Linked DNA regions of Mus musculus: regions 2, 3, 4, 5 and 6 are each linked to region 1. The links are chromatin contacts, called in public HiChIP or PLAC-seq and promoter capture Hi-C maps. All regions are on one chromosome and are shown on one strand. The core of a region is the stretch at or near the end of the contact, and the rest is flanking DNA. Distances in the headings are between cores, read along the strand shown. Region 1 holds the start of 9130008F23Rik (RIKEN cDNA 9130008F23 gene). Region 2 holds the start of Cd2ap (CD2-associated protein). Region 3 holds the start of Opn5 (opsin 5). Region 4 overlaps Opn5 (opsin 5). Region 5 holds the start of Ptchd4 (patched domain containing 4). Region 6 has its middle 21 kb from the start of Ptchd4.

Region 1 (2,678 bases), core at 104-2,603:
AAATCTTAGAAGGGTAAATAAAATATCTAATAGAAAGAAAAGAAAAAAAAAGAATAGGGAATATAACCATTTATGACATCTTGCATACAACATGTCTACCTTTCTTATTAAATCGTAAGCTAAGTAAGATGCCCTCTGCAATAAAGCCCTGTTAAATTGCATTTTACGAGCAAAGCACAGATCAACCTACCAAAGTGCCCCAGTCTCTCTTTGCCTCACTCCTTTTCTTCTTAACATGGAAATATGATGGACCAGAATAGAAACTGCACACCAGTAGAGTACTAGAAACATTTTGCTTCACCTCCTTATCATTTTGTTTTCCGTTAAAAAAAAAAAAATGTTCTTTATGGATTTCAAAACAAAGACCCTCTCTACATCCACTCTACACACCACACATCCCAAAGAGAAGACCTCAAACTTCTGCTTTTGGCCGCTCAACGGGAACGAGGGATGCAGACAGACAACTCAAGTAGCTATCAAAATGCCAACAAGCAAACTGACTAAAGTTTTGCGCTTTCAAACTCCCATTTACCACCAATGTAAACAAACAAACAAACAAACAAACAAAAGAATACCTTTTCTTCTCCTTAATCATTGTGAGACACTCAAGCCACAGAGAACATCTCAAGCAGCTTAAAATTTGTTCTTCAAGCATTTTCCCCCGCAACCACTGTCCTGGAACATTTCTCAGGCTCCAGAGATCTGTGTGTTTAACGTCCTTCGAGCATCAGGTCCTTGGCGATAGGATAGGGGTTTGGCTGTGGCTCCGGTGCCCCATAAGCTGTGTCACTCCCTCTCCCTCTGTGTCCGAAAGGTGACTGCGGTCACAGAACGCTCCTCGGTCCTCGTGGTCATACTCCCCTTGGTCCATGCGGTCCACAGCACCTCCTGTGTCACCTGGTAATCCACGACCCGCACCAACAGGGACCTGGGTGTGTTTTCGGGGTCCTCGGGCTGGGCCCCCGGGGCCGTGGCAATGCGCCTGCGGGAAAGCTTTGGTTTCCGTTTGGAATCGTAGTGGTCTCCAATCGTCGGGGGAAGGTTCTCGCTGTCCACCAGCCCTGCGCAAGCAGAGTCCGCCTGTGTTCCCAACCACCTCTCCGGGTGCAGAAGAAAGAGCACTTTCTCTCTGACCCAGGACTGGCAATCCAAATTCTTTCCCTTCTGCTTTCTCAAGTTCCCACTTGCTATTGATTGGGCACTTCCCGCCTCCGCCAGCGCAGGATTAGGGGAGCCAGAATCCAAGGGTGGCCCACACCCCTCCCGGCGCGGAGAGCACTCAGAGCGCCCTTGGGGTCTGCCCAGCTCCATCCCGGAGGGTAGATAGTTCATGCGTCCACGTTTCTTCAGTTCTGGGAGGAAAACTCCAGCTAAACTCGGAGGGCGGTGCAAGCACTGGGTGTGGCTTGAGCGAGGCACTGACTAGAGGAGCAGCCTGAGGCCACACTGCGAATTTCCGCCTCCTATCTTGGTTTACTTTCAGTCTTTAGACCTTATTGATCTCCACCCACTTCAAACACAGTCTTAGATCCTCTTTTCCCATCCCTAGGACTTAGCCGCGATTCTTTTATGATATATTTGGCTCCAGCCCAAACTGCCTAGTGAGGTCTCCATTCTTTTTTTTCCAAAACTGAAAGTATGGGTGCTAATGACCTTCCCAAATTCTCAAAGCATTATTTCTTATTTTGTATCTGCGGCTGTTTAAGCATGAAGGAACAAGTAAGCTTGATTTTTATTTTTAAATTTTTATTTTATTTTACTTTTTGAGACCGTTTCTCTGTATAGCCCCTAGTATCCACCCTGTAGACCATGCTAGCCTGGAACTCACAGAGATCTGCCAGCCTCTGCCTCTGAATGCTGGGATTAAAGGCTTGCACCACTACCAGGCAACATTCGTTTGGTTTTTAATCATCTGATTTAATTAAAGTCTTCTGAAAAGAATACTTTTTCATTTGAGAAAAGGTCTCAAGCTGTAGTGCTGGTTGGCCTGGGACTCACTGGCTAGCTTGACTGTCCTTGAACTCCTTGGAAAGCCCACTTCCCCAGCAAGAATGTGTGCTAGAAAAGATTTCCTGTCCACTTTAAATCCTTCCATCCTCTATGGTACCTCTAGGTCTATGGAATGATCTCTCAGGATCATTCCTGGAACAGTTCAAGTCTTAGGGAACAGGGCTGTGAGTTCATACTTTTGCTTTGGAACACTAGGATCTGTGGGGACAGGGGTCACCTTTGTCTGTGTTTTAGTTGTCATCATCACATGTCTGGAAAAGGGGCCTAGTGCTTTGACTTGAAACAAACTTCTAGAACAGAACCAAAACAAACAAGAACAAATCACTAAAAGGCGCTTCAGAGTTTACGTTCTTGTGCCTTTGTAGGTCCCCCTCCCATTCGACATGAGCTTCCCTTTTAATCTCATGATAACAAACACATACATATGTTCCTATGTGTGCATTTACCTCTAAGCTTATGGATATGCCTATGCCACAATAGTCTATGCCTGAAGTTCATGGAGAACACTAGTCAATAGGAGAAAAGACTCTTATGTGTCCGTTCCAGTCCATCCTTGGTAGTAGCTGTTTGTTTTACTGGAAAATGCTGTTTTCCTGTCTGGTTTAGCAAAATGATTTAGCCATGATTGTGAGTATTTCTGCTCTTACATGAAAGTCTGAACAGCATGG
Region 2 (2,678 bases), core at 105-2,604, 2.0 Mb after region 1:
TCAACTAATCAAGTGGAAAGGAATTCATTTCAAAGTCCCTAACAGCAAATGTTTGTCTCCTGAGTCAAAAAGCACTTGGTGTATAAAAGGTACACAAAGCAGGAGGGAAGCGGAGGGAGAATAAAATTAGAAGCTCTAAGAAAACAGAATAGCCAGTGTCTGTAAACACTAGCTAAATTTGTCTCCCACAAAACAAAGTGTGGGCACGGGGTGCCACATCAGCAGAGCTCCTGTTTTTGTTGGGCTTCTAAATCATCCGCTAGTTTCCTGAATTATTAATTTCAGTAATGGTTTTAAGCAGCATCGACTCTGGAGTGAGAACGTGATAATGTCTTTCTGATTTATACCACAAAACCAAATACTGGTCTTACACTTTTTGCCTTGTGGTAACACCAAGCTGGGGGCGGGGGGGCGGGGGAGAAACATACTTTTACTTTACTTTTAAATTATAACCATTCGAGGGAGCTCGTGTCTAGCCCAGACGCAACTTATCAAAAGAACTGTTACACCACTGAACAAAACTCCTTTTCAAAGAAGTCCGCTGCGACGCTTGCTCTCTCTCTCTCTGACTCCAAACGAAAACCTGAAGAACGCACAGAAAAACAACCTTGTGGCCCCGGTACTTTTGCTCGCCTCCAAGAAGGAAGTCTCCCTCCAAACAGGAAACAGCAAACAGCTCCTCCAGAGGTTCCAACTGGGAATCCTAGAATAACCGAACCCCTAACCCAGTCCTCAGGAGGAGGAAATTCGCCGCGCTGCTAGGTGCCAACACACCTGACAAGGCAGACGACGAATACCAGGAAAAACGATTTCAAAAAACTGACCCACGAAAAGAGGAAGGGGAGAGAAGTCACAAATCACTGCCAAAAAGCCCAGCCGATCGCAAAGAGAATTAAGTTTCTTCCTGTGCTTCCAATTCTCTATGACAAAATGTCTGTGTGTGTGTGTGTGTGTGTGTGTGTGTGTGTGTGTGTGTGTGTGCGCGTGCATAGTAGATGTGGGGGTGTGAGTGCATTCTTTTTTAAACCAATCTGTACCAAGCCACCGAGTAGCAGAGCTGCAAGTGCCACTTTCTCAAGTTCGCGATCGCCCTCCCCCATGGAAGTCAGGGGCTCCCAGAGGGCGCAGGGCAACGGGTCACGGGTTCGAGCCCCGCTGTCCCGCACAAGGACCGACGAGGGGAGAGCCCGATTGGAGCCGACCCGCGTGCGAGGAGCCCAGTGGCCGGCGCGGTAGTGCTTACCCATGCTGCGGCTCTGGCGGGGAGAGCGCGGCCCCGCGGCCCCTTCTGTGCACCGGCTCAGGCGCGGCGGGGAAGCGACTCCATCCGCCCGCGGCGCGCTTGGCCGCTCCTCACGCCCGGCCTCGGCCGCAGCCCCGGCAGGCGGGGGTGGGAGGGGGGGTGGAGAACGGGGTCCGCGCCTGAGCACAGGGCGCACTCAGCCACGCTCCCGGGCCGCTTCCGCTCGCAGCTGGCTGAGGCACTTGGCGGGGTCTCGCACGGTCAGCCCGCACCCGCTCCCTCGGAGGCGGAGCGCGCCACGCTCGAGAACGCGGTGGCAAGCCACGGGCCCAGTGTGAAGAGAGTCGGGACCCGGCTGGGGCGAAATCTCGCGAGAACGATCTGGGATTCCCGGCCACGCCCCCTGCGGCCCCCGCGCGCGCCACCCAGGCTCCGGCAGCTGGTGCCAGGTGCGGTGACGTCACGCGGGGGCGCGCGCCACCATCCTCCAGGTGTGGCGGGCTGCGGGCACTTGGTCTCCCTGGGGTGTACGACACAGCTGGCTGCCCGGCCCATACAGATACCAAAGGGGTTCTGCAAAATGAGCCCCGGTTACCCCACTTTCTTTTTTCTTTCTTTTTTATTTATTTTTTTTTTTTGCAAAGGTGTCGCTTGTGAGAGATCTAAAAGAGAACAGCTATGGGAGCGAGAACTTCGAAGTTCAAGGCGGGGTCCCCTTCCCCCCCCCGCAAATGTGGGGACCCCACAGTTCACCTACAGAGTTCCCTGCGGGTCAAAAGCAATGTTTTTCTTTGGGGTGGGTGAGAAACGCAGTGAATTTTTCATAGGCATACATTATTGTATTCCTTGAGTCTCTTGTTGGCCAAAGATGACTTCCTACACCCTCTTTTGAAATAGAAATCGTTCTAAATTAGGCATCGTGGTTTGAAACATTGCCAGGCATTATTTTTTTTTTCCTCTAGAGTCAATATGAAGGCCGGCGTAGGATTATTGTAATCAAACACGAGCTTTCTTCAACTTATTGACAAATTTAATTAATATGACCTTAATTTTCCTCCCCTCCTATTTGAAAAAGTCAACTTCAAGGCCTGAGCAAGTATGGGGGAGCAACGTGTTGACTGCCAACTATTGTGCCTAGTGTTGGTTTTTTGTTTTTTTTTTTTTTTTCAAGAAATTACGCCTTTGAATTCTCACAGCTACCGGACACTTAAACTGCTTTGCCCGTTGGAACCAGGCCGACTTGGGTCTCTGAAACTCAGCTCTGCCGTTTATTTTTTTGTAGGTCCCTGGGTGAATGAACCTGACTGGAGCTTTAGCAGTTAATGTGTTAAAAGAAATGTTTATTTACAGTGTAGAACAAGAGTAGAGACTTTGTAAATAGCCATTCCCACTCCCTCCTATAGCCCCGCTTTGAGCATCTTTCACTACTCCTAAA
Region 3 (2,678 bases), core at 54-2,553, 1.7 Mb after region 1:
GCAGGCTGGAACCAACATCTGAAATATTAAAGACACATAAACCTAAAGATAGAACCCACCTGCACGCAGCTCACCCAAATTTAATATAGCAACTTTAAATTAAAGAAATGTGGTAAATATTTAAAGACAGTGCTACAATTTAGCCCTGGCTGGCCCGGAATTTTATGTAGACCAGTTTGGCCTGGAGTTCATAGAGATCTGCCTGCCTCTGACTCTCAAATGCTAGGGTTAAAAAACATGCCACCACGCCCAGACAAAATGTCATTGGTGCAAAATTGCATTGTGCAATTCAGTAGAAATATAAACCAGAAATGTGAGCTATACATATGTTGCTGGGTTTTTTTTCTGGTAGCCACATTAAGCAGCATAAAAGCACAAAAGAAAATTAGTTTTAATAATTTAATACTTAATCTACTAATCCATAAATTATGTATAAATCTAATCCATAAACTCATAATCCAGAAATTATGAGTTCAATGGACATTTCATATTTCAAAATATCAGTAAGATGTTTGTACATTATTTTCCAAGTACTAAGCCTTCAATAGGAGGCGTGCATTTTCACTACAATCTGCTCATTTGAAAGGTAACAGTTTGTCCACTCAGGAGCCATGGGTGGCTGCCAGTTTGAACAATACAGTCTAACATAAGGCAGATTCAACCCTGTGTGAGTTATACACAAAAACTCTTTTCACCAAAGTGTGGAATTTCATTGATCACCAGAATAATTTTTATCTTCATAGGACTGAGGTGCAACTTATAAAGCAGTGTTCACTGTCACTGTTATATTGGGCCAGAGTTCCCTCATTTATGAGAAAATGAAGCTAAAGTAGATGGTGTCTAAGAGCCATTCTTTTTAAAACAGAAAAATTATCAATTATCACTCTTTTGATAGCCAGAAATCAAACCTAGTAATCAAGTGACCAAATGAAGTAGCTTTGAGATAAAGAATTCACTATGAATGTTCTTTGGATTATTAATAGAATATTTATCCCTAATGAGAGCAACAGTCATTTTTTTATGAAACATTGATTGACTGTCACAATGCCAATTCACCTTCTCCACCTCTGCTAATACCCACGTACTTATCAGAATCATTTGTGCAAAATCAATACAGCCTATGAATTCTCTCAATGCAGCCTCTGACACAGAAGCATTAAGGAAGCTTACCGATTATTGTTAGGTAAAAGCCAGCCACTAAATCCGCTTCCCAGGAAAGTTTGGAAGCAAAAGGGTCCTCGTCTCGAAGATAGTGGGGCAGGCGCTCATCCTGAGGTAGGGCAGTGTGGTTCAAGGCCATGCTGGTCTCACACCCCCCAGGAGTCTGTGAAGCAAATCAGCAGAGATCTCAACAGACGGAATAACAAGTCCGTGAATCCGCTCACAAATGCATCTCTTTCCATAAAACAAAAGGCAAACTCCAGGGTCCCACAGGTGATTGGTACCTAGTGGAGAGATGTTCACCGTTGTTTTGTTTTGTTTTGTTTTTTTCTTAAATGACGTAAATACACCAACACGCAGTTGTTCAATTTGCAGTCTAGACAAGCCTGCATCTTCTCCTCAGGCTGCCTCTGCGGCTTTTCACACCTCCCCCAGTGAATAAAAGGTTGAAAACTAGTTTGTCCTATTGCTCCCTAGCAAACTTTGTAGAGCTCTGACGTAAGAAAACCCACAGTGAGAAATGTGGACACTGCACACTGACTTGCCAGAACACAGCATCCCAAGATAGCCCAAGCTTTCTCCATTCTTAACAGGCATGGTGAGCTAAGGAAAGAAAGAGTGTTCAGGGCACACGGACATGGACACTTCATGAAATGAAGCTAAGAGGTCAGAGATTGACAGGGTTAACCTAAGATTTAAGGCTGTTGATGAGTGGGGAAGGGGAGGGGCACACCAGCTTCCATCCATAGCTAAGGAGCAGTTATCTGCTTCGATAGGAAGGAGAGTCAGTTTTCTTTGGGGATGTGGCCTCTGGTAGGTTAATTATGGTCCAGTAAGTGGTCCTGCAACTTAAACTCAACACAATGGGCAACACAAATTAGACTTAGTGTGTTTAAAAAAAATGAAAAAATTCTCAAAGAATAAATGTTTGTGTGTGTGTGTGTGTTTGTGTCTGTGTCTGTGTGTATGTATGTATATAACTAAGGGCTGGGGGCTGGGAAGATGGCTCAGTGGATAAGAACACTGGCTGCTCTTCCATAGGTCCTGAGTTCAATTCCCAACAACTACATAACCAATCAATCCGTCGTGGGATCCAATGCCTTTGTCTGGTGTGTTTGAAGAGAACAACAGCGTACTCGCGTGCATAAAATAAATAAACAAATCTTTTTTAAAAAATAATTAAGGACTGGAGAGCTGTATCAGTGACTAAGAGAACACAACATGCTTACAGAGGAGCTGAGTTTGCCCCAGAACCCAGACTGGGTGGCTCACAGCCACCTGTATCTACAGCTCCAGGAGGGTCTGGCACCTCTGACTTTAGGCATTGGCACTTACCACACACACACACACATACACACACACCACAGAGAGACACTCACACACATGCATGCACAGATAAATATGCAGACACACATGCATACAGAGACACAGTCACACATGTACACACAGGATATACACACATACATAGGTACACCCATGTACGAATACATATACTCACACACTCACAGAGACATACT
Region 4 (2,678 bases), core at 107-2,606, 1.7 Mb after region 1:
GTGATCAGCTGCCTAAGTAAACCGCAGACACAGCATCCCTGACCCTACACTAAGAAATGAAGGAGGAAGAAGAAGAGGAGCGGGAGAAGGAGGAGGTAATGATATGATGGCAATGTGTTAATGATAAAAAAAGATGTCAGGATGGTAAAAGTAAAAATAATACCTAATAAATAAAACTTGTAAACATTTTCTTAATATCTCAGGCAAATCCTGTTTGGCATAAGGATAGGTTTATCATAAGGAAAAGAGAATATCAAAGATGTCCTTCCTAATATTCAGAAAGTCCTAGCCTAGTTTCCATTTGCAATTTCCTAACAAACCCTGGATTCGAGAAAAAGAGGGGAAATATACAAAATATAAAAATATAATATAAAGGCAAGAGTGAGGCCACAATTGAATGTTAGGAAGAGTGGAGAGGCAAGGATGTGAAAAAGTGTGTCCATGAGTGATGCTGTGTCCATCTTCATACCTCTGGATGGATCTCCAGCACAGCAGAAGACTTCCTGACTGCGGTTACAGTATGCAGCCTGGAAAGAAAAGGAGAGACATGAAAATGCATATAGACAGACACATGTACATGTATGTATGTGCATGAGCACATATTATCATGTCACCTTAACTACTGTTACCACTTATTCGGAGGAGCCTGGGGGAGCAGGTGTGACCTAAATGTATTGTATACATGTATAAAAGTTTTTTAAAAACCTATTTCATATAAAGTAGTATAAAAAAAAACTTGTTGGGGGAAAAAGACTATCAACATAAGAGTTCAGCTTAAAGGAGAAGAAAACTAATAATTCAGAATATTCAAAATGAAAAGAAAAGTATCTCTTGGGCAAAGCTTTACACATACAGGCCTCCACTTTGCAGCTCATTCCCTGTGATATAAAAGCTGTAATTCATTGCACTCATTCATCTGGAAATGCAGCCTGCAAATTAGGGCAGTCAAGGAGACTTAATGGTTAACAGGCATCCCAGGATTTAGGGTGTTGTTTTCCCTTGGGCCTCAACCATCTGAAGTATTCGAAACATGAAAGGCCTCCATCCCATATAGCACAGCCCACTGAGTCTTTGGATATTGTTTTCTGTGCAAGCATATGAAGTCTATTTCTCCTGTCAGCAGCCACAGATGACCTCATAGGTCTCTGCGAGCAAAGAACTGTAACTCTGCCCTCCATTGCCAGCGCTCCCTCCTCAGCCTCTTTTTATCATCTTCCAAACACGGCTGTAATGAGAACCACCTGGGAGAGAGAGTCGGTCAGTCAAAAGGCTGAAACACCAGTACAGCCTGGACCAGTGAAAAGCCAGTCTCTGCTGGTGAGGTTTTCAGAGTTCCTGGGATAACTCCACTACTCAGCCACAAGAGGCTACATGTAGACACCCGAGTGAAGAGTGCTGTGTCGTTTCAAGTAGGAGTCTTCTCTATGTTAGGGATTTTAGGGTCTGTTTTGTTTTTTGACTGACTCATTACCTTCTGCCAAAACTTCGGGGAGCTTGGCTGTGGAAAGGGAAAGTTCCGTTTTACTTTGCTGGGACTGTTCAAATTAACTCAAAATTTATTTTCACAACCTCGCATTCGATCCAGTAGCTTTTCTATTTGAATTCAATGGTTTTCTTCTTCAAAGCAAATCCAGTTCAGATCCCAGAAACAGAAGGAGCAAAGATATCCTCAGTTAACCTCATTTCAGGCCAGTGACTTGCCCTGAACTGGCGTCACCTCACTTCCTGTCACCCTAGGAGCACGTAGCCTCTTAAGAACAAAGATAAACAAGAATTCATTTTATTCTCTTTATTTATAAGATAAACTCTGATAGCCACCTTCCACCCATCTGCTCTACTCTGGAACAGACCCTTTTAAAGCCTACAGCTCAACACCTCTTCAAAATGGTTTCCTGAGAGCCGCTTCAGCCTGTAGAATCCAGAGTCTCTTCACTGCCTCAGCCCCAATGCCAGCTTCCCCAAAGGAAGCAGAAACTGGGGGGGAATGAACCAGCCTTAGTCCTATTCAGAAAAACAGTCACTGTATTTCATATAAATATTTAATGAGAACAAGCAAACTGAGCTGTCTCTTGCTTGACTGAGTTTCCTAAAGCCTTGTGGCCCAAAGTCACTTTCTGTCCCTCTTTCCCTTGCTGGATGCTAAATATTTATGTGCTGTTCACACTTGTGAATAAACGTGCAAATCACAGAACTAGTCTGTCGCAAAATTCTGAGTTAGGTGAAATGTGCTTCTAGCGGTCCCTGTCATGTTCTCATTTTTAAATAAAGAAGTGCCCCGTTACTGTCTCCCAAAATTCTCTGTGAACATGATTCTCTCTATTCTCCCTACCTGCATTCACAATAAAAACTCAAGGGCTAATAAGGGCAAAGCTTTATTGCTTCCTGAAGAGACACTTGTTTGTATTTGGATTTAGCTGTTCATTTCCAAAGAGAAGACATGAACTACTAACAGTGTGAAAGGCCGCCCATCCATAGTGGTCACATCGGCCTTCCCCACACATCCTTTCCTTCAGTTATTACAACTTCCTATTATCAACTCATCTCATCCTTAGGATTTAAGCAACTAATTTGCCTTTCAGTAGTCAGACTATGGGAAACTGCTGTGCACACAGAGACTACCAAAGGCTGACCACACAGAGACTACCAAAGGCTGACCACACAGAGACTACCAAAGGCTG
Region 5 (2,678 bases), core at 80-2,579, 1.4 Mb after region 1:
GGGAGTTTTCTTTCTCTATGGTGGACACTGACTTGTTTTCTGCCAGATCTGCAGTATGTTGCCCCCCTGCTTACCTAGCTCCCTTTCTTTGGGCAAAACTGTCCACTGTGTCTGACAGAAGAGAATTAGCCTCAACTCTATGTCCTGAAGTGTCTGTGGTACGTGGACAGGGGTGTGGTAGGAGTTGAGCAGGGAGCGAGGGAATGGAGCAGGGGATGAGATACAGAGAGGAGGCGGAAGCCAGTGTTAGGTCCTGAATCCTCAAAGAACATGTGTGTAACACTTAGGAAGAAGCCACATTGCCTGGCACAAACACACACACACACACACACACACACACACACACACACACACACACACACACAAACACCAACCAAGTGTTTCCTTCCCAACCTCCAGAGCAAGAAAGCAATCCAGAGAGACCCAGGCTCCAGTGTAGTCTGGGATCTCTGGCAGGCCTCAGCTCAGGGGACCAGTGTGTGGCCAGGCAGCCTGGAAAGTGTTGCAAGGAAAGCCCTCGCATGCTTTGTGGAATGTTAAAAATGCAGCATCATCCTCTCTGCTCCCTTTTCTTTGGCCAAAAGACAGAATTCGAGGGCACGGGGCATTAAGAGGAGCTTGAAATCTGCCCCCTGGAGGAGGCGTGGAGCCACTCCCTCCTAGGTTCTGATGGCCCCTGCTCCAATGGGCCAGCAGCGCCTTCACCCTTTACGTCTCCCATTCATTCCAGCCCGGAGGACAAGGAAAACAAAACTCTAAAAATAACTGTCAGCATCTTAAAAAGAGAAAAGCTTTGCTGCCACCACCACTACCCCCCTTCTTCTACTCCCGCCCTCTCTCCGCGCCACGGGGCACATGTCTGCTTCTTACAACACCGCGAGGCACATGGTCCCAGTTAGACACCGAACCCCATCGAGACCGAGAGGAAATCCACATCTGTGGGACGCTCGGCACAGAACCGCCACCTCCAGCGAGGGAAGCCGGGGGACTGCAGCAGCGACATGAAAAAGGGCTAGAGCGAGTGGACGCGGCTCATGCGGTGAGAGGCAGCGCGCGCGGCCAGCCAGGGCGCGGGGAGGCCGGGGACACCGGGGGAGGGAGGGCGCCACTCCCCGCAGCGCCCGCCGTCCGGCCCCCACGCGCGCTCCCGAGACTTGCCGGCCTTGCTGCAACTTGCTGCAGTGTTTGAAAGAGTAGTAAGAGCGCATGGAGGTGGGGCCCGGGGAAGACCGGGCGGAGCGGTTGCGGGGTGTGCGCGGGGAGGGGGCGGGGAGGAGGCGGCAGCAGAGGGGGGTGACGGAGGGGGTGTTGATCCCTTGAGGGAATGGGATGGGGGAGAGAGGGGTAGCCCCAGCGCTTACACATGTCACATGTGCTTTTTAAGACGGCCGGGAGCGCCTGCGAGCTGGATCTGGTGGAGGATGCTGCGGCAGGTGCTTCGCAGAGGGCTCCAGTCATTCTGCCACAGGCTGGGCTTATGCGTGAGCCGGCACCCGGTCTTTTTCCTCACCGTGCCGGCAGTCCTGACCATCACCTTCGGCCTCAGCGCGCTCAACCGCTTCCAGACCGAGGGCGACCTGGAGCGCCTGGTTGCTCCCAGCCACAGCCTGGCCAAGATCGAGCGCAGCCTAGCCAGCAGCCTTTTCCCCCTGGACCAGTCCAAAAGCCAGCTCTATTCGGACTTACACACCCCTGGGAGGTATGGCAGGGTGATCCTCCTCTCCTCACCCGGGGACAATATTTTGCTCCAGGCTGAGGGGATTCTGCAGACCCACCGAGCCGTGATGGAAATGAAGGTGAACCACAAGGGCTATAATTATACTTTTTCCCATCTGTGTGTGTTGAGAAATCAGGATAAGAAATGCGTGCTGGATGATATTATTTCAGTGCTAGAGGATCTCAGGCAGGCTGCCGTCTCCAATAAGACAACAGCCAGGGTGCAAGTAAGGTATCCCAACACTAAATTAAAGGTATGCTCTTCCTGCATGCTTCAGCCACTTAAAAGAGGCGGCACTTCATTTCTTGCCCTAAACAAGCAAAGAAAATGCAGAGGTCTCATCCTTAAGACTCAGAAGCTAAGGCTTCTTTCATTTCTGGAGGGGTGGAACGGACATGATGGGCAACTGAGCAAAGAAAATGGGCAATGAATAGCATAACTAGATAAGAAGAAATTCAAAGCCAAATCAAATGCCAAAAAAAAAAGAAAAAAAAGAAAAAAAAAAGAAAAAGAAAAAGAAAAGTTTCTGAGACCCTGCAGTTACATCTTTGTTCAGGGTTAATAAATCTGTGGATGGAAGGGGGAGGGGGGGTCCTGAACAACTGGGGGATTTCTTTTCATATCGGGGCTCAATGTATTTCTTATTACTGATTACACATCCACCTGGTATCATCTCCACCTTTTTGCATCTTCAGCCTGGCTTGATTTTTGACTGGGACGGTCATGGAATTTTGCTGCCCTATGGTTATGTCTGTGGGTTATGAATGTGTCAGGGATTCCAGGAACTCTCTCTCTCTGTGTGTGTGTGTGTGTGTGTGTGTGTGTGTGTGTGTGTGTGCATAGCAAAGGCAGTGAGGGTTTTCTATGAATCTGAAGAGGGATACCTGTTTAATGGATACTTTAGTTTACTTAGTATGCCCTTCCTTTCCCATGAAACATCCCAAACCCAAAGAAGATCGAT
Region 6 (2,678 bases), core at 91-2,590, 1.4 Mb after region 1:
TAGATTTTTTTCAGCAGCATATCAAAAGAAACAATCATCAAAACTGACTTCAGACTTATTTCCCTGTGTTTGCCCTCTCTTCTGAGCAAAATGAATTTTATGACACATCCCATACACTGTGTTCTTTTCTGTGCTTGTATTCTGTACAGTTCTTTAGTAGTCAACCTCTACCGTCTTGTCACTGTTAAAACATTTCTTTCTCAAGAACCAATAGAAATGTCATCTCTGTGGTCCTCAGGTGAGCGTCTATCCTCTACGCTCTACCTCATTCTTTTCCTGGCACTCTTGTGAGATTCCAGGCATCTCTTATTTATTTGCTTATTTTCCTCAATATGTATCAATCTATCATCTGTCTCAAGCTTCCAGGGAGAAGAGACCACATCCTACGTACCTTTGAATCCTCGAAATCTTGTACAGAATGAGCAAAAAGATATTGTAAGTATTTTTAGTAACTTCATCTTTTCTAGTGTGTGAAATGTAGCATATTTTTATTACCATTTTGTGGGATATATGAATTCTAATTTCATGATCGGATATTTAGCATCAACAAGTGCATAACCTTTTCTGTTGGACCAATGAACTGCAGAACTCCATGCTTCATTGAAGTGGAACAGTTGTATTCTTTGGTAGCCATCATTACAATTTATTTTCTCTGTTTGGCATAAAAAGAACGACCGGTTTTAAAGAGTCAGACATTCTTAAGTGCGATCCAAGGATGCATTTGCCAAAACTAATACACATTTTGCACGCAGTAGATTTAATACCATACATATTGCCCTCTTTTAAAATCGGTTTCACTGTGGACTGTGGTGTGTGTGTGTGTGTGTGTGTGTGTGTGTGTGTGTGTGTGTGTGTGTACAAGAGAGAGAGAGAGAGAGAGAGAGAAAGAGAGAGAGAGAGAAAGAGAGAGAGAGGGAGGGAGGGAGGGAGGGACGGAGAGAGAAAGAGAGAGGGAAAGAAAGAAAGAGAGAGAGAGAGTGAGAAATTTGCTGTTTTGACATGTGCACGTGTCAGCAACACATCAAGATTTAGCGCAGAGGAAGATTGTTTGCTTAGCAAGCACAAGGCTTCCTGTTTAGTCCACAGCACTGGGGAAAAAGAAGATAATGAGCTTCTCCATGAAAAAAATGTTCCTGGTGACTCATACTAGTACATCCTACCCTGTGTCATTCTCCAGGCAATCACTAACACAAGTTCTATCCATATTTTTAGTTTGCCTTTCTACCATTTTATGTACCTGTTTTCTTTTGAAAGTGGAAGCTTTTGCCTTTGACTCCTGCACTCAGTATAGAATGAAGCAATTAGGGATACAACCATGCTATTATGCATCTCAATAAGAATCTCTAAAGTCCCTTCTTGCTACACCCTACTGTGATGTCATGGAAAGACCATATTTACCTTTTATATTTAATGTTGGTCATAGAATTCTCTGTGAACATTTGTGTTATTTTCCTGATAGAGCCTCAGCCTATAAATCAGAATTCTTTCCCTTTGCTGTCTTTTCAGATCTAAATTCCTAGATTTAGTCATATCTCTTAGAAAGGAAGGATTTGAAAAGATAAAGCCTGAAATATGTAGAGAAAGAAAGTCAATTTTTGATTGCTCAGGTCCCAACGTGTTCTAGTGTTCTGCCCTTGCTGTCCTTACTTGATTACATTACACAGTACACAATGAGGCCTTTGTCAACCTTCCTGTCTTCTAATTGATCTCAGTACCTCTCCATTTTTGTCTGTAATGTAACCCTATTTCCCCTTTCTTCTTGTAATTCATCAGCCCAGGAGAAAATGTCCACAGTCTTCTAAATAAGTTCCCTCGAGCAGATTCTTCCCATTGTTGCTAGCCATGACTCACCCCTTCATTTCCCTGTATTAGGTCTTTATAGGAACCATAATACTACCACTCACACATGGAACAATGAAACTGAATAATGACTCAGCTAAAACAAGTTTTATTTGGGGTTGTTCTTTCCCTTTCAACCCATTTTTGTCAAAAACTATTTTTTCCTCAGATTCAGTTTGAATTATTTTCCTTACCTTCTCCAGCTATAAACTTTGAGTTAATATTTTTCTATGTGTGCTCTCATATCAATTCTTGTTGGCCCTATCATTATGTAGTATTATTCATTCACTATACAATACATATTGTATAAAATATATACAACAATATATAATATATTCAATATATTATATAAAGTGTATATGATATAATAGCATATATCATTATACAGTCATTAAATTTGTGGTAAAATATTGTAGGCACAAGACACTCTTCTATGGTTTATAAGGACTCAAGTGTTTGAAAATACCCCTAACCTATGAGATGGTTAATTAATTGCATTTCAACATCAGTGCTGCTCTCTCTTTTTCTTCAGAATAGATGCAAAGCTCCTGTGGTGAGCTCCCCATCATGCAGAGTCAGGGACTGGCAGTCTCTTCATGGCCAGCTTCCATCTTCTCCAAAATTATTTTATCCTGAAAACTGACAGATAATAATAGGAAGAGGTATATATGATGAGACTGGATTTGGTATTTTAAATTAGAGGAACAGTTATCAGATTATTTTTAAAGAACTCATGCCTTTATTTCTTCCATGCCTTAAAACTAAACAGCATTTGTATTACGAACTTTTCTGTTACTGTAATAAACCCCATGACCAAAAGCAACTTAAGAAAGAAAGGG

What was found. Promoter capture Hi-C pulls out the DNA fragments that hold promoters and counts their contacts. HiChIP or PLAC-seq counts read pairs in DNA pulled down with a chosen protein or histone mark.
Region 2: an HNF4G HiChIP or PLAC-seq map of pancreatic cancer cells shows a contact between it and region 1. The contact joins the promoter of Cd2ap here to the promoter of 9130008F23Rik in region 1. A contact is called at or near these places in 9 of 39 promoter capture datasets (the 3T3-L1 cell line, the C10 cell line, the HPC-7 cell line and 5 more) and 10 of 115 datasets of contacts at active chromatin or transcription factors (embryonic limb bud, embryonic stem cells, epiblast stem cells and 4 more).
Region 3: a promoter capture Hi-C map of liver shows a contact between it and region 1, with 8 times the contacts expected there. The contact joins the promoter of Opn5 here to the promoter of 9130008F23Rik in region 1. A contact is called at or near these places in 11 of 39 promoter capture datasets (the 3T3-L1 cell line, the HPC-7 cell line, cranial neural crest and 7 more) and 2 of 115 datasets of contacts at active chromatin or transcription factors (acute myeloid leukemia and embryonic stem cells).
Region 4: a promoter capture Hi-C map of cranial neural crest shows a contact between it and region 1. The contact joins the enhancer-like site here to the promoter of 9130008F23Rik in region 1. A contact is called at or near these places in 7 of 39 promoter capture datasets (the 3T3-L1 cell line, the C10 cell line, the HPC-7 cell line and 3 more) and 2 of 115 datasets of contacts at active chromatin or transcription factors (stem cell-derived neural progenitor cells and vascular smooth muscle cells).
Region 5: a promoter capture Hi-C map of embryonic stem cells shows a contact between it and region 1. The contact joins the promoter of Ptchd4 here to the promoter of 9130008F23Rik in region 1. A contact is called at or near these places in 6 of 39 promoter capture datasets (cranial neural crest, embryonic stem cells, hippocampal neurons and 1 more) and 3 of 115 datasets of contacts at active chromatin or transcription factors (the NIH/3T3 cell line, astrocytes and stem cell-derived neural progenitor cells).
Region 6: a contact with region 1 is called in a promoter capture Hi-C map of trophoblast stem cells, with 6 times the contacts expected there. The contact joins the enhancer-like site here to the promoter of 9130008F23Rik in region 1. A contact is called at or near these places in 5 of 39 promoter capture datasets (the 3T3-L1 cell line, cranial neural crest, frontonasal cranial neural crest and 1 more) and 1 of 115 datasets of contacts at active chromatin or transcription factors (embryonic stem cells).

The regions. Positions count from the first base shown.
Region 1 is chr17:40,879,205-40,881,882 of GRCm38.p6, forward strand. 9130008F23Rik (RIKEN cDNA 9130008F23 gene) reads right to left here and starts at 1,354. Exons shown (of 2, transcript NM_027834.3): 1 at 576-1,354. The coding sequence starts at 1,332. The coding sequence ends at 787.
Region 2 is chr17:42,875,070-42,877,747 of GRCm38.p6, forward strand. It overlaps Cd2ap (CD2-associated protein), which reads right to left and starts at 1,355. Exons shown (of 18, transcript NM_009847.3): 1 at 1,244-1,355. The coding sequence starts at 1,247.
Region 3 is chr17:42,610,010-42,612,687 of GRCm38.p6, forward strand. It overlaps Opn5 (opsin 5), which reads right to left and starts at 1,304. Exons shown (of 7, transcript NM_181753.4): 1 at 1,171-1,304. The coding sequence starts at 1,300.
Region 4 is chr17:42,575,770-42,578,447 of GRCm38.p6, forward strand. It overlaps Opn5 (opsin 5), which reads right to left. Exons shown (of 7, transcript NM_181753.4): 6 at 470-527. Among named protein-coding and RNA genes, the nearest start is that of Opn5, 34 kb to the right of the region's middle. Within about 2 kb of position 1,357, at least 44 of the 459 cell types and tissues checked have an H3K27ac peak or open chromatin away from gene starts, as enhancers often do. A contact at or near this core is called in vascular smooth muscle cells, where this site is marked.
Region 5 is chr17:42,315,271-42,317,948 of GRCm38.p6, forward strand. Ptchd4 (patched domain containing 4) reads left to right here and starts at 1,330. Exons shown (of 3, transcript NM_001355270.1): 1 at 1,330-1,970. The coding sequence starts at 1,371.
Region 6 is chr17:42,294,426-42,297,103 of GRCm38.p6, forward strand. No RefSeq gene overlaps it. Among named protein-coding and RNA genes, the nearest start is that of Ptchd4, 21 kb to the right of the region's middle. Within about 2 kb of position 1,341, at least 15 of the 459 cell types and tissues checked have an H3K27ac peak or open chromatin away from gene starts, as enhancers often do. A contact at or near this core is called in trophoblast stem cells, where this site is marked.